Regions from separate parts of the Mus musculus genome. Here regions 1 and 3 are each linked to region 2. Evidence: chromatin contacts called from public HiChIP or PLAC-seq and promoter capture Hi-C data. All regions are on one chromosome and are shown on one strand. The core of a region is the stretch at or near the end of the contact, and the rest is flanking DNA. Distances in the headings are between cores, read along the strand shown.

Evidence for each region. Promoter capture Hi-C pulls out the DNA fragments that hold promoters and counts their contacts. HiChIP or PLAC-seq counts read pairs in DNA pulled down with a chosen protein or histone mark.
Region 1: a promoter capture Hi-C map of the SN4741 cell line shows a contact between it and region 2, with 2.8 times the contacts expected there. The contact joins the promoter of Upk3b here to the promoter of Rhbdd2 in region 2. A contact is called at or near these places in 1 of 39 promoter capture datasets (the SN4741 cell line) and 1 of 9 other capture datasets (embryonic stem cells).
Region 3: a contact with region 2 is called in a CTCF HiChIP or PLAC-seq map of the NIH/3T3 cell line, with 5 read pairs. The contact joins the promoter of Upk3bl here to the promoter of Rhbdd2 in region 2. A contact is called at or near these places in 1 of 39 promoter capture datasets (the SN4741 cell line) and 1 of 15 datasets of contacts at CTCF or cohesin (the NIH/3T3 cell line).

What each region holds. Positions count from the first base shown.
Region 1 is chr5:136,035,868-136,040,480 of GRCm38.p6, reverse strand. Upk3b (uroplakin 3B) reads right to left here and starts at 1,985. Exons shown (of 6, transcript NM_175309.4): 1 at 1,595-1,985; 2 at 1,290-1,439; 3 at 242-467. The coding sequence starts at 1,679.
Region 2 is chr5:135,631,058-135,635,462 of GRCm38.p6, reverse strand. Rhbdd2 (rhomboid domain containing 2) reads right to left here and starts at 2,809. Exons shown (of 4, transcript NM_146002.2): 1 at 2,545-2,809. The coding sequence starts at 2,722.
Region 3 is chr5:136,054,581-136,058,625 of GRCm38.p6, reverse strand. It overlaps Upk3bl (uroplakin 3B-like), which reads right to left and starts at 1,359. Exons shown (of 6, transcript NM_001359361.1): 1 at 1,141-1,359. The coding sequence starts at 1,222.

The DNA of each region.
Region 1 (4,613 bases), core at 736-3,235, 410 kb before region 2:
TAATAAGTTTTCAGTCAGCGATTCAATAATCGCCTCATTGGCTATGACACCACTGCACAGAGCTGTCCGGTCTTTTTGAAACCTCACTATGCAAAGAAAGGAAACTGTGGCTAACAAAGGGGTGGAGCTATAGCTGGCCCTCATTCAGAAGAAGGGGGCAGGGTCTGAATCTTAGTCCAAGAAGTCCCACCTCCTTCCCTGAAGACACCCAATCCCAGGGCAGGGGCTCCTGACAACCCACCTGTAAGGGCCCTGGCTGGGGAGGGGGGCGTTGCAATAGGGTCGCTGGTAACAGCCAAAATCATTGCCCACCCGAAGCACGGGGACACCTCCACTGCCACCGGTCAGGTCCTCACATGGCAGCTGATCCAGGGACAGGGGTAATGTCATATAGTGGCCGTCAGTCAGCAGCTGTGGGAAGGTCGGGATCTTAGCAGCAGTCTGTGGGTTCTGAAAGTCCCTGGAGGCTGGAGGAAAAAGGGACAGATAGAGGCAAGAGCAGGCTGTGGCCCTGTTAGGTCTATTAATAAGATAGGCGCTTGTGGCCAAATCTGCCGACCTACGTTTGATCCCCAGGACCCACAGGTTGGAAGGAGAGACCTGACTCCCTCAAGCTGTCCTCTGAATTGCCCACGATCACGTCTGGACTGCTACATACAATAAATAAGCAAGTGCAAGACAGTTATTTTAAAGGAATAGAGAGCAGCGGACTGCTTCTGTCCCAGGAAGCGATCTGCAGAGGGCGTGACCCCACTTCCCCAGGTGACATAATGGGTCTCGATCCCCATCGGGGCTCCAACAACTCAGGATCACACATGAGATATTTACATTAAAAATTCGTATTGGTAGCAAAATTACAGTTATGAAATAGCAATGAAATAATTTTTTTGTTGGGGTGGGGGTCACCACAGCATGAGGAACTGCGTTGAAGGGGCGTCAGCATTAGGAAGGTTGTACTTGCCTAGCAATGCATAAACCCTGGCCTCTATCCCTGGTACCACATGGACTGGCATGGTTGTGCATGCCCACCGTCCCAGCAATTGGAAGGTGGAGGCAGTAAGCTCAGAAGTTTAAGGTCACCTGGGCTACAGCAGACCCTGTCTCAAAAAAAAAAAAAAAAAAAGGACAGGCTTTGCCCACCTTGTGCTCAACACATCCCTGGCTAATCTAATCTACAGTCCTGACCCTCACACCCAGAGACAAGGTCAATGTTACCATCCACCCAGATCCTCGGGTATCTCTTCTCAGCCCATGCCCTCACCCCAAGACCCCAAGTCCTCAGCACGCACCATTGCTGAAAGCCACCACTAGCCAGATGGTGTCCTTAGTTGAGACATGCTCATCAAAGACGCACCGAGGCTGCTCCAGAGAGAATGTAGTGGCTGTGATCTTCCCTTCCAGGTCCCAGGCTGTTATCTGCGGCACGTAGGCAATCAGGTCTATAGCCATGGGGGACAAAGGTGAGAATCGAGATAAGCACTGCTGTTCTGTGGGGCTCCCCCTCCCCTCCCCGATTCTCTCGGTCCAGGAGGTGTAATAGGTTCCCAGAACCCTAGGTTTGGCTAAGGGCATCCATTGCAAGAGCTCCACTCACCTAGACTCAGGCTTTGGGGGAGCCACACGAGCACCAGGAGAAGCAGGGGCGGCGGAGGGTGAGGCTGCCACCGCGTTCGCACCATGACTGCCACAGCACTTGATCAGGCCTGACCAGGCTTAGGGGCTGGTCCTGTCTCACCCCACCTCCGACACCTCTGGCCTACAGTTGCTGGTCACTTGGACTGCCAGGAGAACAGGAAAGACCTGAACCTATGAGCTCACCCCTCCCTGCTCCCAGCCCACCCCAGGGAGGGGCTCAGTGGGCTCCTGAACAGGGGCCCCACTCCAGAACTAAGGGAGAGGAGCCATTTAGGGTTGGCCTTCACGTGACCCCCCAGTCACCTCCATCCCAAAGCTGATGTCTAAATTGTGGTACCACCTTACTCCCTGGCCCTGGGAGGGAGACTCCCCTCCTCTATCTGGGCCCAGAACCACATGCCTAGGATTCCTGAACTCTGGGTGCCAGGAGCCACCCTCTGGCCATCCATCCTTATCCAGGAAGTGAGGAGAGGGGAGAGCCTGTGTGGTAGGCTGGCCCTGACCTAGTCCAGCCCCAAAGCAGCTCCCAGACACTGCCTGCCCTCCATGTAGCCTGTGCCCAAGGAGATATGTCTTCCCCAGCTCGGAATGTCCGTTCCTTCTCCAGTGGAAGCACTAGTCCTCCGAAAGGACGGGACAGCCTTTGGTGACTGACAAACATTTTGTTTATACAAACCCTACAAGTCCTTTTTGTTTGTTTGTTTTGTTTTGTTTTGTCGAGACAGAGTTTCTCTGTGTAGCCTTGGCTGTCCTGGAACTCACTTTGTAGACCAGGCTGGCCTCGAACTCAGAAATCTGCCTGCCTCTGTCTCCTGAGTGCTAACCCTACGAGTCTTATTCTATGTCGTTTTAAGTTTGTTTGTCTGTTTTTGAGACAGGTTCCCATGTAGTACAGACTAGCCTCAAACTCACTATATAACAGAAGATGACTTTTGAACTCTTTTTTTTTTTTTTCTTTTTTCCTTTTTTGGTTTTTCCAGACAGGGTTTCTCTGTGTAGCCCCGACTGTCCTGGAACTCACTCTGTAGACCAGGCTGGCCTTGAACTCAAAGGTCCACCTGCCTCTGCCTCCCAAATGTTGGGATTAAAGGCGTGTGTCTCTCTCTGCCTGGCAGTCTTTGAACTTTTGATGCCCCTGTGATCACAGATAGGCACTGCTAGCTTCTGCAAGCAACCTGGCAACCAAACACACACACACACACACACACACACACACACACACACACACACACACCCGCTATAAGACCCACAGACCAGTGACCCTGTGTGTGTGTATGCTTTTCAAACAGATCTTGCTAAGAATCTCTGGCCAACTAGGAATTCTTGCTGTGTAGTCCAGGCTGGCCTTGAACTCATGATCTTCTTGCCACCTTTTTCCAAATTCTGGGATTCATGTGTGCACTACTACAGCAGCATGAATGTGCCTTTTTTGTTTGTTATTGAAGACCTGGTTGGTACACAGTTCCTTGCATCCATGCTGATGTAGTCACCTTTCCATTGCTATGACAAAACACCATGCCCAAGGCGACTTATAAAAGAAGCATTTAGTTGGGCTTGCTGTTTGGAGGGTTAGAGTCCATGATGGTGGAGCAATGGCGTGGCAGTAGAAATACGCAAAAGCTCACATACTGATCCTCAAGTAGGAGATAGAAAGAAAACACTGGAAATGGCTTTAAAAACTCCAAAGTCCACCCCTAGTGACACACTTTCTCCAACAAGGCCACACCTCCTAACCCTTCCCAAACAGTTCTACCAAATAGGGACCAAGTATTCAAACATATGAGCCTATGGGGGAATTCTCATTCAAACTAACACACATACACACACACACACACACACACACACACACACACACACACACACACACACGCCTCCAACCCCTCCCTGGGGGATTCTAGTCAGGGGCTCTACCACTGAGCCTCACCCCAGCCCCTCCCTGGGGGATTCTAGGCAGGGGCTCTACCACTGAGCCACACCCTTAGCCCCTCACTGGGGGACTCTAGGCAAACACTACTGCTGAGTCACCCCTGAGCTGTTCATTAGGGTATTCCAGGCAAATTCTCTACAGCCCTAGGTTGGTGGTTTTCAGTATTTTCATAAGATTCACACTAGGGATAGCCCCTCAATAAGAGAACAATTGTCTGGCATTCATATGACCCTGGGTGTAGTCCCCTAACTACAAAAATAAATTAATTCAATTAAAAAGAAAGAAAAGATATTTATAAAGGTGTATGGCCATCAGTGCTAATGCCAAATCCCTTTCATTATCCCAAAGGGGAAGACTGCCTTAAACAGTTGATCCTTGGTCCTCCCCACTCCTCCACTGACTCCAGATCTACCTTCTGTCTCTCTGTACTTTGACTATAATGGACAGCTTACAGCAGTGGGTTTTACTGTTGGGCTGAGGGACTAAAAACTGAACGCAGGACTTAGAGCACACCAGGCAAACATTCCTTATAGCTCTAATCCCGGTCCTCTATTTTTTTCTATTTTTATTTTTTAGTGTTGGGGAATTTAGAGCTTTGCATTTGCTGGGCAAGCACTCTACCATTGGGCTAAATCCTCATGCTCAAAGAACAGCCACAAACCTTAAGACAAAAATGTCCACCGCGAATTGGACCCAGGTTTCTCTGGCATATTAGGGGGTGACAGTCCCACCCCTCTCCTTCCTCTTTAAATTTTAAAGCAGGGTTTCTTTGAACTGGCCACGCTGGGCTGTAAACTCACTCTGTTACCCAAGCATGACCTTGAACTTGCATCCCTCCTGCCACAGCCTTAGAGAACACAGAGCTCAGCTCGTGGACCTGCACACCCAGGCCTGACTTGCTCTTGGATTACTCTGTTATTGTCCATTCCACATCTTTGTGTGCATGGGAGGAAGGGTCTGTGCCTTGGTGTATGCGTCGGGGTGAGAGGGCAGCTTGCAGTCCTTACTGTCTCTCTTTTCACAATGTAGGTCCTGGAGATCGAACTAGGGT
Region 2 (4,405 bases), core at 1,560-4,059:
TTTAGGTTTTCTTTTAAAGATGTGTTTTTACTGTTGTGTATGCTACTTGTATGTGGGTACCTGTGGAGGCCAGAAGAGGAGGTTGGATCCCCCTGGAGCTGGAGTCACAGGCAGTTGTGAGCTGTGCCATGTGGAGTCCTGGGAACCAAACTTGGGTCCTCTGAAAGCAGCCAGCTCTCTTCTTAACCACTAAGCCATCTCTCCAACCCTCCTCTGTTTAGATTTTAATACTGACCTACCTCACTAGGCAGTCTGAGGGTTAATTAATTGTGACAGCTTCAGGGTAGGCTGAGGGTCCCACTTAACACTCTGTGTGGCAGTCTCCTTAGCTGTAATTCTGGCCTCTCCTTCCATAGAGGCTGTTCGGGGGAAGAAAAAAGGAACCATGAATTATAACGACCATAAAATTATAAAATTGTCACTAATAATTACATAGATTAAGTAAGGGTCTTCTTAAAGAGTGCTTTCGGAGTTTTACAGGGGCAGCCAAGATTTATATACCATAAAATAGCAAGGAAAGTCCTTTTCTCTCTCTCTCTGCAGTGAGACAAGGTCTCCCTATGCAGCCCTATCTGGTGTATACATTGCTGTGTAGACTAGGCTGGTTCCTGGGGGCTGGGATTATAGGTGTAAGACACCACATCGAGCCTCTTTTGGGGATACAAGGTTTTGATATGTAGCCCAGACCAGCTGCGAACTCACAATCTTCCTGCCTCAGCCTTTTGAGTGCTGGGACTACAAGTGTCTGCCATATTTGGTTTATACTCTTCCCCCCAATACAAGTAATGGCTAACATACATACTTTACATTTTTATATGTCTTTATTTGTGGGTATATGGGAGTACATGATCAGAGAAAAACCTTCAGAAGTTCTACCACGTAGGTCCCCAGTTCTCACGATTGGTAGCAAGGTACTTACAGGGCTCTAATTTCTTTTCTTTCTTTCTTTCTTTCTTTTTTTTTTTTTTTTGAGACAGAGTCTTATTATATAGCCCTGGTTGTCCTGGAACTCCCTATGGAGACCAAGCTGGGCTCACTCTCAGAGACCCGCCTGCCTCCGCCTGCCTAGTGCTGGCATTAAAGGTACTGTTTCTCTGCCTGTTCATGGAGCCCATGCTCAGACAAATATGGTTAAGTGAGCATGGTGATGGGTGATGTATGTCTGTGTTCTAGTACTCAGAAGGGTGAGGCAGGAGGATCATGGCTCTGAGGCTACCCTGGACTACATAATGAAGCCTGGCCATACTGGTGTAAATAAATAGCAAGCCCCTTTGTTTCAAAGTAAACAAAACGAAAACAAAAAAACAAAACCAACAAAAACAAACAAAACAACAAAAACAAAAAACAAAAACCCAGAAAGAAAAAGAGTGCGTGCCTGTCTACACTGGCATTTAGCTGACTGTAAGTGCTACATGTATCCAAAAAAGGGGGAAAAGAAAATTTCAGCTTTAAGCAGGAAACCATTACATCCTATCAGAATATCTCCAGAAGTTTGGTTATTTGCTGGATATGTCCCAAATTGAAATTTTACTGGTAAATATGAAAAAATTCTACATACAACTCTCTAAGATTTAGGTAGCTGACGAGATGGCTCAACAGGCTGAGGTAGGTCCTGCCAATCCCAAAGACCCGAGTTTGATTCCCAGGACCCACATGGGGGAAGAAGAGAAAGACTCCGGTCAGGTTGTCCTCTGACTTTCACAAGAGTGCACACAAGCATATAAATAATGTGTCACATATGTATACCTCTATCTAAAGATGTGGAGATTATATACCCAAAGCCCTAGTTTTAAATCACCATACTAAAAACAAAGTGCGGGGCTCCTATCTCAATATTATGATGTGTTAGCTCTGCGAATCTCTGTATTCAACCTCAATTTCTGGTAAACAGGCAATTTAATATGGCCTGTCATGAAATCACAGCGAGGATTACATGAAATGAACGCGCAGGCCTCTGTTAACGTTAGAAGCAACAGGGATTTCCCAGGAAAGAATGAGGAAGAAACAAAGACTAAGAATCCTGTCTTTTACAAAGGGATGATTACCAGACTTAATTAGTTTGAGAAATTTCTCTCCTCTGAGAAAACAAACACTTTACCAGCTCCTTCTGTGAGCTGGGATTAGGAGTCAGGATTAAGGTAAAGACGCAGCAGAAAATTCTAGAGTCAAGAGGAAAAGCCATCCATTGGGTTGACAGTAGACAATTGTCACGATAAAGGTGAGAAACGTTTGGTTTGTTCCTGTGGGGCTCGGGCCGTCAGCAGATGGGGTTTGTGTTTATAAAACGTGAATGGCTTAGGAAGTGTGTTCACCCTCGAGATCAAAGAATGAATGGATCTGGGGTAACATGGAAGGGGGCGATTGTGGGTAGAGAAGGAGTTGGCGGAAATGATCCGGCTTTGGACAAGACATGCTGGAGCTCCAAGTGGGGAGAATGGTGGTGGGCACGGAGGTCTGGGGTTGGCTGGCAGTGAGGCTGGAGATCAGGGACCGGGGAGTCTGCGGGCTGAGGAAGCGCGCCATCCCCGCCCCGCCTCTTCTCACCTTGCCAGTTGCGCAGGGCCTCGGAGCGCAGAGACAGCCCCGAGGGCGCCAGAGGCGGCTGCAGCAGGAACAGGCGGGGGCCCGACACCAGCAGCGAGAGCAGGGCGGTGAAGAATGTGGCGGAGGGCACCTCGGGACACGAGCACCAGAAGCGACTCGCGGGGCCCGGGGCCGCCATGGCCGCGAGCCCTTCCAGCGTGCGGCCTCGGTACTCCCCGCCTCCCTCCTCAATTTCCGCCTCCTTGCGGCGGTCTCCCCTGGCAACAGCGGAAGACTGGCCTCTCCTCAAGCACCGCCCCATGGGGGGGTGGGGGTGGGGGAAGGCCCAATCCCGTGGAGTCCTCCGCTCTTACCCGCCCAAAGGAGGCCGGGAGTTGTAGTTCCAGCTTACCTACGGGTGTTGTGCGGGCTGCCGCCTCAGGAGTATTCTTGCCTAGACCTCAGCTTCCTTCTTCTTGATTTTTAATTAAAAACAAACAAACAAACAAACAAACAAACAAGCAAAACCAAAAAAACATTTGATTACATCTGTTTGAGTGTGAGAGAGGGGCATGTGCGTGCAACGCGCGTGGAGGGTAGATGAAAACTTAAGGTTGAGTTTATCATCTCCTTCCACCTCTGGGTCCTGGGAATAGAACTTGGGTAATCAGGCTTGGCAGCAGTGCCTTTACCCACTGAGTCATCTCTTTAGCCCTTTTTATTTTTCTTTTTTTCTTTTCTTTTTTTTTTTAGATTTTATTTGCGTTTGGCTCAGTGAGAGAAGGTGTGGAGGTGCACACACAAACACCTTTACTCTCAGCCATCTCAAAGGCTCCCTTTAAAAATTTTAATCAACCTATATTTATTATACCAAGTAATGGTTTCATTATGGCATTTTCTTACATGTGTATAATGTACTTTGATCATATTTTATCGGGGCTCCATTACCCCCTCTTGCCTTCCCATCTTAGTTTCTCTTTTGCTTCCATGTTTCTTTTCTTTTCTCTTCTTTCCTTCTTTCTTCCTTCCTTTCTTTCTTTCTTTCTTTCTTTCTTTCTTTCTTTCTTTCTTTCTTTCTTTTTAAATTTTTGCGACCCAGTGAGTTTCATTAAAGTCGCTTTCAGGAGCAAATGTCTCTCCTCCCAACAGCCATTAACTACTAGTAGATCCTCATTGAGGGAGAGGGGTCTTGAAAAACATTTCTTCCTCTTGCTTTTGGCTTTTACACAAATTTGACTCTGAACTCTGGGTCTCCATCTCCAGAAAGCAGGGATTTTAGATGTGCACCACCTCCCTCAGTTTATGCAGTAATGAGGCTCGAACCCAGGGACTCCAGCATGCTACCAACTGAACTATGCTTTCAGCCGGGTCCTTCTCACTGTAATGGTATGACGTCGTGAGGACCACGGAGCCCTATTCTCCCACAGACTTGTGTTTGTCTCTGTCCTGCCAAAGAGGAAACTGAGTCTATGGGGATCCCTGAGGGATACAGTTCAATAGCAAAGAAAGAATTAAAACTTGGTTCTTCCTGCCTGAATTGGCCAAGAAGACAGAGCCAGCACTTTCTGGAGCTGGACTGGAGATAAAGTAAGAGGAGGCGGGGAAGGAGACAATTGAAGGGACACTAGAGCTACTATACATGCGCTATGAGCGTACGCCATGACGCTTTTGCTAAACTTTGCTTTAGCCTTTTGCAGTTTGAAAAGCGCTTCCTGCAGAGCAAAGCTATTTCTGGTGAACAGCTAGAGTATCCTTTGTGAGCTACAAGTGCTTTAGCAGGTGAGGTAGCTTCCCGACCAAGTCGCGGGTGAGAAGAGTCAGGAAATTGAATCCCAGTTTGCTGGGTCCCAGGGGGCGACATCAAGATATTCCTTTTTCAATA
Region 3 (4,045 bases), core at 110-2,609, 420 kb before region 2:
CCCAGCACCCACATACACAGCCAAGTGTGCTGGCACACACATACAATCCCAGCTATATGGGGACAGTCAGGTCCCTGGACACTGACACCTGAGGTGGTCCTGCTGGTCCTCTGAGCTTCACAATGTGCTGGGCACTGACACAGCTGTATAAACACTTTTGAAATTTAATTTTGGGCTGGAAAGATGGCTCAGAGTTTTAAAAGAACTGGCTGCTCTGCCAGAGGTTCTGAGTTCAATTCCCAGCAACCACATGGTGGCTCACAACCATCTGTAACGCCCTCTTTGGCATGCAGATGTACATGAAGACAGAGCACTCTTATACATAAAATATATAAATAAGTCAGTCTTTAAACTTAATTTCTAGGCCAGGTGTGGTGGTACATGCCTTTAATCTCAGCGTTCGACAGGCAGAGGCAGATGGATCTCTGCTAGTTCGAGACCAGCCTGGTCTACAGTGATTTCCAGAACAGCCAGGGCTATGTACAAAGACCCTGTCTCAAAAACAAAATTCCTATAAAATTAATCATGACATGAAGAACCATATAGAGGGATTAAAGCACTGGGATGTTTGAGAGGCTCGGCTTCAACTCTGCTGTCTGAGCCATTAGGTGCCTCACTGGGAAAGGCACTGCTGCCAAGTCTGATGACCTGAGTGCCGTTTCCAGGTTCTATTAACGGAAATCTCAAAATTTGTCCTCTAACCTCCACATGAGCATCAGAGCATGCATTCACCACACACACATACACGCACACACACACTGTCCTTTGTCCTACCTCAGAAGACTAGGGTATCCTGTAGACAGTAGGTAGTTGATTTTTTTTTTTTTTTTTTTTTTTTGTTTTTTGTTTTGTTTTTAATCTGAGGGAAGAGGAATTGGAGGCATGGAGAGAAGAGGTTATTTAGGGACCATTGGTAAAAATGTAGGTGTGAGAAACAGAAGAGGAAAGAACAGTATCCTTGCTTTTCAGCTTAGGGACTGAGGGGCAGACACCCATCTGTCACCATGTGAGGTAGGCTGACTGCGGGAGGCATCCAGGAACCCAGTCCACAACCAAGGAAGGGGATCAGGAGGCACCCAAGCTCCAAAGGAAGTGTTCCATCCTACAGAGAGCACCCACCCCCACCCCAACCTCACTCACCCAGACCCGTCCCAGACTGGACACAAGTCAGCAGCAACAACAGGGGCATTCGCAGCACGGACTGTTTCCCGTGGGGCCCCATGGCTGGGCTGAGTTTCCAGCTGCTGTCCTTCCTTCCAGGTCCTCTACTGTGCAGCCCCAGCTGCTCTGTCCGCCTGGGCTGGGCTGCCTGAGGCTGCTCCCGGAGGCTGCTACTTTGGGGTCCTCCCTCCTCCCCTAAAACTGGTTGGACAGGTTCAGAGGCTGAGGCTATAGGCTCTGGGGGACTCAGCATCACTAGGGATGGGTCCAAAAAGAACGGACAGATGGAGGGAGACAAGTCAGAACACCTGCACCCGACTCCACAAGAGCCTGGGCTGGGAGGGGCCAGGTATGAAGCAGGCTGCTCTGGGTGTGGGCTACCCCATAAAGATCCTATCCTGCCTGCCCTGAGTCCTGGCCACTAGAGCACCTCACAGTCCCCTTGTGAGAGAGGGAGTCCCTTCACCTTCTAGACAGGCACACAGAAGGTAGGTGTCCCTCCAACATCACCCAGGCTGAAAGGCAAAGCCCTCAAACTCAGGATATAGCCAAGGATGACTCTGAATTCTTGGTGCTCTCTCCTGATTGCTGGGGTTAGAGGAGAACTCTGCCACAGCCAGCAAATCAAATCAAAGTGATAGATTGACAGTTTAATGGCTAATAGATAGATAGATGATAAGCAGAAGAAGTATAAATAGACAGGCAGACGGAGATAGGCTTAGTTGTATGTAGCTCAATGATAGAATTCTTTCCTGGCATGGCTCTGAGTGCCTTCCCCAGCATTGCAAATATATGTGTGTACATGTCTGTGATATATACATTCATACACACCCACATCATATACACATACACAATCTCTCTGTCTCCCTCTTTCTCTACCTCTCCCTCTCTCTGTCTCAGAAGTTGAAAGCAGTCATAAGACTTAATCCCAGTACTTGGGAGGCAGAGGCAGGCAGATTTCTGAGTTTGAGGCCAGCCTGGTCTACAGAGTGAGTTCCAGGACAGCCAGGGCTACACAGAGAAACCCTGTCTGAGGTGTGGGGACCAAAAATCAAAAAAATCAAAACAGAGCTGGAGAGCTGGCTCAGTGGTTAAGAGCACTGACTGCTCTTCCAGAGGATCTGAGTTTAATTCCGAGCAACCACATGGTGGCTCACAACCATCTGTAATGGGATCTGATGCCCTCTTCTGGTATGTTCCCACCTTGTTAACCGGGGTCTTTCTTGTTTCTGTTCTCATGCTGTGTCACACTCCAGGCTAACTGGACCACAAACTTCTGGATGTTTCTCCAAACCGCGCCCCCACCCCCACCCCTTTCAGCCTAGAAGTGCTGGGATTACAAATGTACACTGCTGTATCTGGCCTTTAAATTTCTTTTACTCATTGCTAATGTGTGTGTGTGTGTTTGTGTGTGTGTCTGTGTGTATATGTGTCTATGTCTCTATATGTGTGTCTGTGTGTCTGAGTATGTCTCTGTGTGTGTGTGTGTGTGTGTGTGTATGTGTCTATGTCTCTATATGTGTGTCTGTGTATCTGTGTATGTCTGTGTGTGTGTTTGTGTATATGTCTATGTCTGTGTATGTGTATGTCTCTCTGTGTGTGTCTGTGTGTGCCTGTGTGTGTGTCTGTGTATGTCTGTGTGTGTTTGTGTATGTGTCTAGGTCTGTGTGTGTCCGTGTATGTGTCTGTGTCTCTGTGTGTGTCTGTGTGTGCCTGTGTGTATATATATGTCTGAGTCTCTGTGTGTATGTGTCTGTGTGTGTGTCTGTTTATGTGTCTGTGTCTTTGTGTGTGTGTGTGTCTCTTTGTATGTGTGTCTGCGTATGTGTGTCTATGTGTGTGTACAGGCTCGCACACACTGTTCACATGCACACATCCCATGTTGCATATATGGAGGCAAGAGGGGACACTCTAGAGTCTGTTCTCTCCCCGCACCAGGCACAGTGGGAACACCTCAGTTCCTAGCAGTGGGAAGGCAGGCGTAGGAAGGCTGTTCACATCATGATGAACCAGGAAGCAGAAAGGGCTCAGGACAGATAACCTTCGAAGCCCTGCCTCTAGCGACCTATGTCTGCAGCTAGACTCCACCTCCACCATATCCCAAAACAGTGTCACCGGCTGGGACCAAGTGCTCAAGGCATGAGCCTATGGGGGACATTTCAGATTTAGTCTACAACATAGTAGCTGACTCTTTCTCCATTAAACAGAGGGCAAAGGCCAGACCTATTTAGCTCCCTCCAGTTTCTCCCCAGTGCTGGATCTAAGACCTGATCAATGGATTTGTCCAATAACTGATAATGTGGAAACTTATCTGCTCACTGTTTGGCTCAGGCCTGGGACTGCCGTTTTTATTTTACAGCATCAGATGGGTGACCGGAATAACAGGGCACCTTCTCTTCTGGGTCCCAGAAGCACCAAGCACCAGTGAGAGCCAGCGTGAGGAGAGTGGGTCCCAGATCCTCAAAGAGGCCAAGTAGTGGCCATACCAAGCCCCAGGGAATAGCCTGTCCCTTTTGACCTTTCTTACTGTGTACCTTCGGGGGTGACTCATAAGTTAGGTGGGGCTCCCCACTTGCTACCTCCTCTTAGGAGTTTAATCTTTATACTCCCAAAGACTCGCCCAACTCTGGATCACCAAACAAAGATGCAGCTGCACGGCAACCGTCAGGCCCACGGTCTCAGGAGATCCACAGCGAACTGTGTGCCTCCAAGGGTTGACCGGGCTTGCCTCACACCCTCCAAAGAGAGAGAGCCAAGGGCTTTGTCTGGGCTCAGAGAGAAAAAATAACCAAGTACTTGGTGCCCTTACTCCAAGCCCTTGTCAAGTGGGAAACGCTCCAGAGTTCCTTGATCTCACCCAGGTCTTGAGTCTTTCTACTACAAG